2 separate regions of the Ovis aries genome follow, and region 1 is linked to region 2. Evidence: chromatin contacts called from public Hi-C data. All regions are on one chromosome and are shown on one strand. Each heading gives the region's core, a stretch centred on a gene start, on an enhancer-like site or on the middle of the called end of the contact. The rest is flanking DNA. Distances are from core to core; before and after follow the strand shown. Region 1 overlaps ACOT7 (acyl-CoA thioesterase 7). Region 2 holds the start of ACOT7 (acyl-CoA thioesterase 7).

Evidence for each region. Hi-C and Micro-C count contacts between places; a contact is called where the count stands out from the background.
Region 1: a Hi-C map of liver shows a contact between it and region 2, with 2.8 times the contacts expected there. The contact joins the enhancer-like site here to the promoter of ACOT7 in region 2. A contact is called at or near these places in 8 of 16 Hi-C or Micro-C datasets (blood, liver, muscle and 2 more).

What each region holds. Positions count from the first base shown.
Region 1 is chr12:46,369,962-46,376,225 of ARS-UI_Ramb_v3.0, forward strand. ACOT7 (acyl-CoA thioesterase 7) reads left to right here. Exons shown (of 9, transcript XM_015099249.4): 2 at 2,989-3,106. Among named protein-coding and RNA genes, the nearest start is that of TRNAE-UUC, 34 kb to the left of the region's middle. Within about 2 kb of position 4,015, at least 7 of the 54 cell types and tissues checked have an H3K27ac peak or open chromatin away from gene starts, as enhancers often do. A contact at or near this core is called in liver, where this site is marked.
Region 2 is chr12:46,324,881-46,331,062 of ARS-UI_Ramb_v3.0, forward strand. ACOT7 (acyl-CoA thioesterase 7) reads left to right here and starts at 4,372. Exons shown (of 9, transcript XM_015099249.4): 1 at 4,372-4,547. The coding sequence starts at 4,393.

The DNA of each region.
Region 1 (6,264 bases), core at 2,765-5,264, 45 kb after region 2:
CTTTGACTAGACAGACATTTGTTGGCAAAGTAATGTCTCTGCTTTTTAATAAGCTGTCTAGGTTTGTCATAACTTTTCTTCCAAGGACCGAGCGTGTTTTAATTTCGCCATCTACAGTGATCTTAGAACCCAAGAAAATAAAGTCTGTATTGTCTCCATTTCCCCCCATCTATTTGCCATGAAATGATGGGACTGGATGCCATGATTTCAGTTTTTTGAATGTTGAGTTTTAAGCCAGCTTTTTCGCTCTTCTTTCACCTTCGTCAAGAGGCTCTGTAATCACACATGCCACATCTTCTTCATCTGCTTCATCTGTCTGTGAGTGGGCAGGTCGGTTGTTTCATGTTTTGACTACTGTAAATAATGCCACGGTGAGCGTGGGGGTGAAGACACCATCTTTATAATGCATTTCTGGCTGCCTTGGTTCCTTTGTTGCGGTGCTCAGGCATCTTGTTCCGGTGCTAGGGCTCTCTAGTTATGGCGCATGGGCTTAGTTGCCCTTTGGCATATGGGGTCTAAGTTCCCCAACCAGGGATTGAGCCCAGGTATGCATTGAAAGGCAGATTCTTAACCACGGGACTGCCAGGGAAGTCCCGTAGATATCTCTTTGAGGTAGTGATTTCGTTTTCTTTTGATGAGTACCCAGAAGTGGGATTGCTAGTTCATATGGTAGTTGGAGTCTGAATTTTTTGAGGCATCTCCATGCTGTTTTCCACAGGGGTTGTACCAATTTACATTCCCATCAGCAGTGCCCAAGGGTTCTCTTTTCTCTACATCCTTGCCAACACACATTTCTTTTCTTTTTGATAACAGTCATTCTGACAGATGTGAGGTGGTATCTGACTGTGGTTTTGGTTTGTGTTCCCCTGATGGTTAATGGGACTTCCCAAGTGGCACTAGTGGTAAAGAACCTGGCTGCGAATGCAGGGGACATAAGAGACACGGGTTTGATCTGTGGGTCGACAGGATCCCCTGGAGAAGGATATGGAGGCCCTCTCCAGTATTCTCCTCTTGGTCAGAGGAGCCTAGTGGGCTACAGTCCATGGGGTCGCACAGAGCTGGACACAGCTGAGTGACTTGGCAGCAGATGGTTAACGATGTTGAGTGTCTTTTCACGGGCCTGTTGACCATCAGTATGTCTCTTTTGAGAAAATGTCCATTCCAGTCCTCTGCCCATTTTTTAAATGGATTGTTTTGCTTTTGAATTTTATGAGTTCTTTGTGTATTTTGGATATTAATGCTTTATTGGATACATGATTTGCAGATACTTTCTCACATCCCACAGGTTATCTTTTCATTTGACTGATGACTTCCTTTGCTGTGCAGGAGTCTTTTAGTTTGATGTAGTCTCACTTATGTATTTTTTTCCTTCTTTAACCTTTGTTTTTGATGTCAAATCGAAAAAATCATTGCTACAGCCTACATCTTCTCCTAGGAGTTTTCTGGCTTTGGGTCTTCTGTTCAAGGTTTTAATCTATTTTGAGTTGATTCAAAAATCTTTTAAAATAAGCATTTGAGAAGCCAAATGAGGCTCCTTTCCTGTGCTCTGGGGGTTCCCCGGGCCACTCTCCGGGCGACCGTGGCTGCTGCCCTTGAGCCAGTGATGCAGGTGAGAAGTAGGGGTCCTGAGTGTCCCCTAGGCTGAAGGGGTGACTTTGGGGGTGGGCAACAGGTCCAGACAGCCTTTGGTCTCCCCAGAAAATGGCATCGGTGACTGAATGCTGGAGGCTCCAGCCCTCCTGCGGCTTCTGGCTGGCGCTTAGGGAAGGAGGAAGCAGTGCTCGTGAGTGTTCATGTTGCTGACTGTGTGCCAGGCTCCTTATCTGTGCCATCTCGTGGTTCAGTCTTTCCCATAGTCAAGTGCAGTGATGCTGTTGTTCCTCTTGTACTGATGAGAATGTAGAGGTGGCTGGGTTTTGGCAGCTTGCTCAGGTCACCCAGCCAGTAAGACTGGGAGACGGAAACCATCTCTGAGGCTGCCTGGCTTAGCCTCCAAGTCTGGAAGGAGCCAGACCGGGAGGGCACTGGAGCTCCATGGCCCAGAGTTGGGGGTCCAGCCTCTAGGGCCACGCTGGCCAGCAGACTGGAGCAGGGTGGGTGGGCCCAAGTGATGCCGGGCACCTGGAAACTGCACACTCACTCAGTGCCTGGTGCCCGCCTCCAGGCCTGAGGCTAGGGAGACAGAGTTCATCAGCCAGACAGATTGGTATCTGGGAGAGGGCCAAGCTCCATGGGGTTGTCCAAGGTAGGAGCACCAGGCTGGCTTTCTGGGACTCCAGGGATTTCACAGGGCTTCCCTGCTGCTGACCTCTGCAAAGACATGGCTTTTCCTCTGGGGGTAACGGGATGATTTCAGTCCCTCCTGACCTTGGGGAGTTCCTAGCTCTCAACTCCAGGGAGCCCACCCCTCGGGCGCTCTCTTGGAGCCCTGGGGGCAGGCAGCAATCATGTTTTGTCTTGCTGTCGAAGGTCTGGATGCTGTGATTTGTTTGCAGTTCTCAGAATATCCGTGGCCACAGGAGGCCAGCTCCTCTGGGACTCCTGACAGAGACGGTGGTCCTGGGAATGTGTGCTTTCTCCAAGGGTCATAGCTGTGTCCTTGCTCATTCAGCTCTGTGGGTCACTGCGGGTCCTGGGAGCCAGGAGGGGCAGGCGTGCTGAGCACCCCACGGCCGGGCTGCCTCAATGTCACCGTCATGGCCTTTGCAGAAGGTCCTCGCCATCCCTTCTTGCCAGGGCAGGGGCCTTCTCCCTCTGGCAGGCTGGGTGCCTGGACCCTAGGGCAGGAAGGTCCCCCCTGCTCTCCCCCCTGGTGGAAACACGACGCTGCAGCCCCTTGTCTGGCCGTCAGATCAGCACCCCACAGTGAGCGGGGGTCCTTTTCCTTCTCTGGGAGCCATCAGGCCTTTGGAGGGCCTTCTCCCTGGGGTCACTGCTGTTCATGAGTAACATCCTGCCAGAGGCTCATCCTCTCTCTTCTCCCCCCAGGATCATGCGGCCGGATGACGCCAACGTGGCCGGCAATGTGCACGGAGGGACCGTCCTGAAGATGATCGAGGAAGCAGGAGCCATCATCAGCACCCGGCACTGCAACAGCCAGAACGGGGTAGGCGTCTGGGGACCCTCCGCCAGCCCGGCCAGGGCTCTGCGAGATCCAGGCAGTCCCCTCCGCCCGTGTCGTACTCTGTGGGGTCAGGGCAGGAGTCTGAGTGGAGCCTGGGCCTGGAGCGTGCCCCTCCCTCTTCCCTGAGCCTTGGGGCTTCTGGAACCCCTGGCCTTGGACCAGGGACCTCTTGGATTGGCACTTGGTTTGGGGCTCATTGAAGGGAGGCTGGGGACCCCCAGAAACTAAGCTGAGAGACACCTTTTCAGCCCCTCTCCCTGCGTGTGGGGAGAGTTGTGGCTCCCTGAGTCTGAGAGGCCCCAGCCTCTCAGAGCCTGTGTGGGCGGCAGTTAATTCTGGGTGTCACATTGCCTGCACCCGGATCTGTCCCCTGCTTGACCCACCCTGGGTCCACTGGCAAGTCTGGGCTCTTCCCTTGATGGCTCCTGCGCTGCGGGGCCTGCAGGCCTGCACCAGCTCCTGCCATGGTGCTGCTCTCTGCCCGCTGCCCAGACAGAGGCAGACTTGGAGACTCAGGGCTTCAGGGCAGCTGCTGGGCGTGCAGCCTGCCAGGTCCTGCCCGGCCCCCAGCCCTGTGGGGTCCTGACATTCTCTGAAGCCTGCCCTCGGGATCCTGTGGGCCTCGGCCAGCCACCTACCGTGCCCCTGTCCTCCAGTTCCACACTCGTATGGGCTGTGTGCATGTGTGCATGGGTGTGCACCGCTGTAAGGGTACGTACATGCAGAATGAACCAGGCTGGGGTAAGTGTGGGGGGTGGACGTGGGCCTGGGGGCCTCAGTATGGGGAGGAGTGGGGTGGGTTGCGTAGGACCCTGCTGTGAGGGAGGGGCTCTCCTGCCTGCTGAGAGTTTAGATCGATTCAGTGCCCTTGAAGCTGGGCTAACCCGTCACATTCAGAGAGCGCCCTCTGGTGGCTGTGAGGAAGACAGGCCTGGGCCTGAAGGTCTGGGGCTGAGGTAGGGGCCGAGCCCCTGAGAGAGACTTTGAGGGTCCAAGCCAGGGCTGGCAGGAGAGGCTGGACGCAGAAAAGGAAAAGCCCCAGGACTGGGAGTAAGGCACTAGGGGCTCAGGAGGCTGTGTGTTGTTCAGTCACTCTGTTGTGTCCGACTCTTTGCGACCCCATGGACCACACCACACCAAGCTTCCCCGTCCTTCACCATCTCCCGAAGCTTGCTCAAACTCGTGTCCATTGAGTTGATAATGCCATCCAACCAGCACATCCTCTGTCGCCCCTTTTCCTGCCATCAGTCTTTTCCAGCATCAGGGTCTTTTCCAATGACTTGGCTGTTCGCATCAAGTGGCCAGAGTATTAGAGCTTCAGCTTCAACATCAGTCCTTCAGGTGAATATTCAGGATTGATTTCCTTTAGAATTGACTGGTTTGATCTCCTTGCTGTCCAAGGGATTCTCAAGAGTCTTCTCCAGCACCACAGTTCGAAAGCATCAGTTCCTCGGTGCACAGCCTTCTTTATGGTCCAACTCACATGTGACTACTGGAAAAACCATAACTTTGACTAGATGGACCTTTGTCAGCAAAGTGATATCTCTGCTTTTTAATATGCTGTCTAGGTTTGTCATAGCTTTTCCTCCAAGGAGCAAGCGACTTTTAATTTCATGGCTGCAATTACTGTCCACAGTGTTTTTGGAGCCCAAGAAAATAAAGTCTGTCATTATTTCCACTTTTTCCCCATCTGTTTGCCATGAAGTGATGGGACCGGATGCCATGATCTTCATCTTTCGAATGTTGAGTTTTAAGTCAGCTTTTTTACTCTCCTTTTTCACCTTTATCAAGAGGCTCTTTAGATCCTCTTTGGCTTTCTGTCATTGAGGTGGTGTCATCTGCATATCTGAGGTTATTGATATTTCTCCCGGCAATCTTGATTCCAGCCTGTACTTCATCCAGTGTGGCATTTTGCATGATGTACTCTGCATGTAAGTTAAATATGCAGGGTGACAATACACAGCCTTGATGTACTCCTTTCCCAATTTGGAACCAGTCTGTTGTTCCATGTCCTATTTTAACTGTTACTTCTTGACCTGCATACAGGGTTTCTCAGGAGGTGGTCTGGTATTCTCATCTCTTTAATAATTTTCCCAAGTTTGTTGTGATCTATACAGTCAGAGGCTTTAGCATAGTCAGTGAAGAAGAAGTAGATGTTTTTCTGGAACTCTGTTGCTTTTCTGTGATCCAGTGGATGTTGGCAATTTGATCTCTGGTTCCTCTGCCTTTTCTAAATCCAGCTTATACACCTGGAAGTTCGCAGTTCACGTACTGTTGAAGCCTAGCTTGAAGGATTTTGAGCATTATCTTGCTAGCATATAAAATGAATGCAATTGTGCATTAGTCTGAATATTTTAAGGCATTGTCCTTCTTTGGAATTGGGATGAATATTGACCTTCTCCAGTTCTGTGGCCACTGCTGAGTTTTCCAAATCTGTTGGCATATTGAGTGTAGCACTTTCACAGCATCATCTTTTAGGATTTGAAATAGCTCAGCTTGAATTTGATCATCTCCCCTAACTTTGTTTGTAGTAATGTTTCATAAGGCCTGTTTTGACTTCATACTCCAAGATATCTGGCTCTAGGTAAGTGACCATACCATCATGGTTATCTGGGTCAGTAAGACCTTTTTTGTACTGTTCTTTGTATTCTTGCCACCTTTTCTTAATCTCTTCTGCTTCTGTTAGGTCCTCACTGTTTCTGTCTTTTATTGTGCCCATCCTTGCGTGAAATCTTCCCTTGGTATCTCTAATTTTCTTGAGGAGACCTCTGGTCTTTCCCATTCTATTGTTTTCCTCCCTTTCTTTGCATTGTTCACAAAAGAAGGCTTCTTTTATTTCTCCTTGCTATTCTTTTGGAACTCTGCATTCACATGGATATATCTCTCCCTTTTCATTTGTCTTTTGCTTCTCTTCTTTTCTCAGCTATTTGTAAGGCCTCTTCAGACAACGATTCTGCCTTTTTGCATTTCTTTTTCTTGGGGATGGTTTTGGTCACCACCTCTTGTACAACCTCTTATGAACCTCTGTCCATAGTTCTTCAGGTACTCTATTAGATCTAATCCCTTGAATCTATTTGTCACTTCCACTGTATAATTGTAAGGGATTTGATTTAGATCAATCCTGAATGGTCTAGTGGGTT
Region 2 (6,182 bases), core at 3,122-5,621:
TATTTTTCATGCTTTACAGATAATGTCTAGAGGTAGTGAATTCCAGCATGTTTCTTTTTTTTTTTTTTTTTTGTCTTATTATTTTTTTTTTATTTTAATTTTAGTTTTTTATTTTTTAAATTTTAAAATCTTTAATTCTTACATGCATTCCCAAACATGAACCCCCCTCCCACCTCCCTCCCCATAACAACTTTCTGGGTCATCCCCATGCACCAGCCCCAAGCATGCTGCATCCTGCGTCAGACATAGACTGGCGATTCAATTCACATGATAGTATACATGTTAGAATGTCATTCTCCCAAATCATCCCACCCTCTCCCTCTCCCTCTGAGTCCAAAAGTCCGTTATACACATCTGTGTCTCTTTCCCTGTCTTGCATACAGGGTCGTCATTGCCATCTTCCTAAATTCCATATATATGTGTTAGTATACTGTATTGGTGTTTTTCTTTCTGGCTTACTTCACTCTGTATAATCGGCTCCAGTTTCATCCATCTCATCAGAACTGATTCAAATGAATTCTTTTTAACGGCTGAGTAATACTCCATTGTGTATATGTACCACAGCTTTCTTATCCATTCATCTGCTGATGGACATCTAGGTTGTTTCCATGTCCTGGCTATTATAAACAGTGCTGCAATGAACATTGGGGTACATGTGTCTCTTTCAATTCTGGTTTCCTCGGTGTGTATGCCCACCAGTGGGATTGCTGGGTCATAAGGTAGTTCTATTTGCAATTTTTTAAGGAATCTCCACACCGTTCTCCATAGTGGCTGTACTAGTTTGCATTCCCATCAACAGTGTAGGAGGGTTCCCTTTTCTCCACACCCTCTCCAGCATTTATTGCTTGCAGATTTTTGGATCGCAGCCATTCTGACTGGTGTGAAGTGGTACCTCATTGTGGTTTTGATTTGCATTTCTCTAATAATGAGTGATGTTGAGCATCTTTTCATGTGTTTGTTAGCCATCCGTATGTCTTCTTTGGAGAAATGTCTATTTAGTTCTTTGGCCCATTTTTTGATTGGGTCGTTTATTTTTCTGGAATTGAGCTGCAGAAGTTGCTTGTATATTTTTGAGATTAGTTGTTTGTCAGTTGCTAAAGGCCTCGTTTAGAACATGATATCAAAGACTTGAGGATGTGAGGTGGTGAGCCCATGTGTGCCTGAGGAAAGGGTGGCCTGGGTGTATCTGGGGACTACGGGAGGGGTCATATCACTGGGGATGAGCAAGGGGGAGAGCAGGATCAGAGGCCACACATAGGGAGGAAGGAATGGGCAGATTCTGGAATCATAGGGAAACATCATCACATTCTAGCCATTTAAATATTTTAATTAATTTTTGGCTGAGCTGGGTCTTTGTGGCTTTGCACAGGCTTTCTCTAACTGTGGTGAAAAGTGAAAGTGAAATCTCTCGTGTTCGAGACCCCATGGACTGTAGCCTACCAGGCTCCTCTGTTCATGGGATTTTCCAGGCAAGAACACTGGAGTAGGTTGCTATTTCATTCTCCAGGAGATTTCCCCAATCCAGGGATTGAACCCGGGTCTCTGCCATTGTAGGCAGATACTTTACCATCTGAGCCTCCAGGGAAGTCCAACTTTGGTGAGGCAGGGGCTACTCTTTGTTGCGGTAGGCCGCCTTCTCATTGTGGTGGCTTCTCTCTTTGCACAGGCTCTAGGGGGTGTGGTTTTTCACTAGTTTCAGCACTAGGGCTCAGTAGCTGTGGCGAACACCTTAGTTGCTCCACAGGATGTGGAATCTTCCTGGACCAGGGATGCACAGGTGTTCCCTGCACTGGCAGACGGATTCTTCTCCACTGAGCCACCAGGGAAGTCCCAGACTTATTTTGAACATAGAGCTGGCAGGATTCACCCATGGGCTGGATGAAGGGTATGAGAGGAACTGTTAGCTTGAGCAACTGGAAGGAAGGAACTGTAATTTACCAAGATGGGGAAGACTGCAAGAGGACTAAGTCTGGGGCAGTGAGAGATGTCTATTATATAACCACAGTGAGGTATGGCCTCGGCCAGGGACACAAAAATCTGGGATTTAGGGGAGAGGTCTAGGCTGGAGACATCTGGTAAGTAGTTGTTCAATCGATAGGATTTAAAGCCATAAAACAGGATGAGCCCCCAAGAGTCCAAACATTGCTTGGGGGTTCTCCAAAGTCCTGAGAGGAAGGAATGGATGGACCAGCACAGCAAGCTGTACAGAGAGGCCAGGAGTAGGAGAGTACGTGGCAAGGAATAAGCATTTCAAGAAGGATCATGCCAGCTCCATACTGTTGAGAAGTCAAGTAAAATGACTTCTGACAAAGGATTATTGGATTTAGCAACTTGCAAGGAATTAGTGACCTTGATAAATTGAGCGGAAGAGACAAAAGCTAGAGTGGAGTGGGTTCCAAATAGAACGGAAGTGGGGGAAGAGGAGAGCGGCTGTGTTTATAAACAGCTCTTTTGAGAAGTTTTACTGAAAGAGAGGGATGGAAATGGCCCCACTAGCTTGAGAAGAAAGTAGGAAAAAAAACCCTAAAATGGGGAGGTGACAGACTCTTTGAGATCAGTGTAAATCTCATGATTTTTGCTAAGGGATTGGGTCCCCCACTGCTCTCCTTTAAAGCAGAGCAACATCATAAACCATTGGCAATCACACACAAGTGGATTACCTCGGACTATGGTTTTTCTCCCTACAGAATCCAGGACACAATCAGTGGGTTGGCTGTTATCTTCCCTGGCTTCCTCTGGCCTGGGGGGCCCTATCACACCAAACTGCTGACAGATGCTGTCTTGGGCCAAAGGGTAGCCACATCCTTTTCCAAAGGTGCTGATTTTGCTCCAGGTTTTTTTTTTGGGGGGGGGGCCTCACCCTGGGAGGGACCTGGCTATTTAATCCTGAACCACTTAGCCCAGTCCCCAGTCTAGGAATTTCCTCAGCAGGTGGTAGGAGTCAGGTTTTTTGTGTCCTGGCTTTGTCCCCCAATCAGATTTTGAGCTTTTTGAAGAAAAGAATATCTTCAAGTCTCACAGTCCTGAGCCCACCTACACATGTAGGGCAGGGCTTCAGGAAATCCTCATCCCTTTGTACTGACTGTCCTAGAATGGCTGTTTAGAGAGTGGGAATGAGCAGGGAAGGTGAGCACAGAGAGTAAGAAAGGCCCTAACTTCTTCACCTGCTTTCCCTGATGAACTCATTTCATCTCCCCACAGATCTGGAAGGTGACTATTATTACACCATTTTATAGATAAGGAATCTGCCTTGCCTACCACTGCAGAGCCTGCTAGTGCTCCTGGGTTCCATCACAAATCTATTTCAGGACCTATATTGGAAGAAGTTAAACAGGCTTGGTGACCTTAGATGCTTCCAGCGATTTAATTAGTATAAACGGGGGGAGGAAAAATAAGGGCAACACACTTCAGTATTCTTGCGTGAGAAGTCCCATGGACAGATAAGCCTGATGGGGGTGGGGAGGTGAGAGGGCTACAGTCTATGGGGTTGCAGGAGAGTCGGACACGACTTAGCCAATCAACAACCAACAATAAATAGGAGAGGTTGATTTCCGTGGGTTTTGATTTTTAAAAGCTGACTACAGAAGTAATTTGCGTTCCTGGTAAAAAGCTCGGAAAGTCAAGTCTCACAAGGAGTAAAAAGTTCTCCAAAATTCCGCAGGCAGAGTGATCACTTCTCCTCTATTTCTTGCGTGGATTTGGTCGTGAATTGCACTACAGGGCACGCGTTGTGCAACATAACAGACCTTTAGGCCTCCTCTCTCTGCAGGACACGCATCGCTAACCAAAGGCTCCGCTCTCTGGGCAAGTCTTTCAGAAATGACCCAGAGGTGGTTTCCAGCGGGGGGATGTGGACAGATCCCAGTTCCCGGCTTCTGCGTGTCCCTGCAGCAGAAGCACTCGCTGAAGCCTGATGGTTCCGGGCTCCCAGGTTGGTGCACTCACGTGCCTCCCGGCTCGGCCATGAAGGCTCCTTTACGGTAACCCCCCCCAAATTTCCTCTCAGGGCTCATCTGAGAAGGCGCGTGCCGGCCGCGGCCTCCCGCTGGCCTTTCAGCCCACGCGGAAGTCAAGGCCTCCGCGTACTGCCTCGCCGCGCGATGGGCGCGCCCCTAGGCTCACGAACTGTCGGGCACGGGCGGGGGAAATCCCCATACGAACACGCTCGGCGCGGGCCGAGGCTCACTCTCGCGGCCGCCCAGTCCCATGCCGGCGCCGCCCAACCGCCGCCGAACCTTCTGGAAGCGGCGCCCCGCCGCCGCCGCCAGAACCGGACGCCGGGGGAGCGGACGCTGGCCCAGGGGCGGGGCGAGGGCGGGTATGCGGGGCGGAGCTTCGAGGGAGGCCGCGTTCGATTCGCCTTTGGCGATCAGGCGCCGCCTCTCTGGCGCCATGGCTCCTCCTCCCCCCGCCCCCTCCATGGCGCCGCCCGGGCTCATTCATTCCGCGCCCGGCCTGCTAGACACCTGCGCGCTCCCTCAGCCGCCCGCCGCCGCCACAATGTCGGGCCCCGCCGCCGAGACCCCGTCTGCCATCCAGATCTGCCGGTAAGAGGGGCGCGCGGCGGGCGGACGGGCGGCCAGAGGGCCTGGCGGACCCCCACCGGCCCCACGCCCTCCCCTACCCAGTCTCCGCCTCCGCCGAACCAGTCACCTCCGGACCCCGCCCGCCGCGGCCGGGATGCTCCTTAGATGCCACAGAGCCGGCAGCCTCCCCGCGCGCCCCCGCGCCGGCCTCCGGCGCATCTCTTGGGCGGCGCCGCGGTCACGCAGGCCGTTTGCGCAAGGAAGCGGCGCGGCGCCCTTCCCAGGGCGGGGGTCGGAGCGCGGCACCCCGCGCCCCGCCCAGCTCTGCCCCGCCGGGTGCCTGAGCATGCAGGGGCCCCACCCCAGGTCCCACTGAGACCCCTTATTCGAGGTCGTTATCCGGGCGGTGGTGCAAAGCCATCCGGATCCCCGAACATGTGCGGCGCAGGTAACCCACTCGGCTGGGTGGCGGCCAGAACCCTTTGAGCCCTGGAGTAGGCGCCCGAGTGGGCGAGGGGCTGCAGTTACGCAGTCCTTGCAGTACCTTGCTCAGGTTTTGGTGTGGAGGAGGTGGCTGTTAACAGGAAAAAGAGGAAATACCTTTCCCTTCTGACAGCTCAGAGCTAAGAACAGAGGATGGTCCATTGAGCCCGGAAGCATCTTACAGAATGGGGGTAAAGGGTGCTTGTCAGGGGCCCACCCCAGCCTTCCTCCACCAGTGCTTGTGGGTAGAGGGCCCGAGGATGCCGGAGACCTCGAGCCGGCTCATTTCCGACCGGAGCAGGGTAACCTCAAGGTTACCTTTCATTCCCTCGGACAGAACGGAAGCGGGTATAGCCTGAGCTGAGGAAGGGCTAGGAGTCTGGAAGGCCCTGCAGGCTCACAGGGCCTGTGCTTCCTGCACCACTGACAGTGACAGCACCTTCCTGTTTGGGCTCGGCTCCTCAGATTCACATTGACTTTGGGTTCAAGCCAAGTTGATTTCCTGAGGATATTGACATCTCGGAAGAGACAAAGGCTAGGCTCGCTGTGCTGGATCCGTGGGGGTCCCCTGAACCCAGCCCTACTTCTGACTCAGTCGGAGTCCTGTCCTGACCTCAAGGTCAGTTTTGACTTTTCTAGGGAGAGGAAATCTTTGAGAGAGCCTTGTGCCATTGATTTGTTATTGGCTGTGTGACTGTCCTGGCCCCGCCTACTCCAGGTTTGGGGGGTGGTAATCGAAGTAACTGATCGTAAGAGACAGACAGGCCTGGAATCGGGTCCTTGGGGTCAGTCTCTACCTCATAATGGCCAGGTGACCTTGGAGCTCATCATTTGCAAAGGGTTTGTTCATTATTTGCGTCTGGTTTGGTGTGCCCGGCATTTCCGGGAGGGTGGATGACAGGGATCCCAGGAGACTCTTAAGGTCATCCAGCCACAGGAGGAGGGAGAGGGTGCAGCTCCTGATAGGTCTCCTGTCTCCAGACCCACCTGTTTTCCACCTGCTCTCTGCAAAAGCAGATACTGATTTCAGTCTACTCATGGAAGGCTGGGCTTTTATTAATACTTCATCAGGATGGTGAATAGCCCATCTATACATAGTACTTTTTAAAAAACCAGCTTCTAATATAGTTAATCAACAGCCTTAGGCACTTACACATGGGCCCATACTTCTCG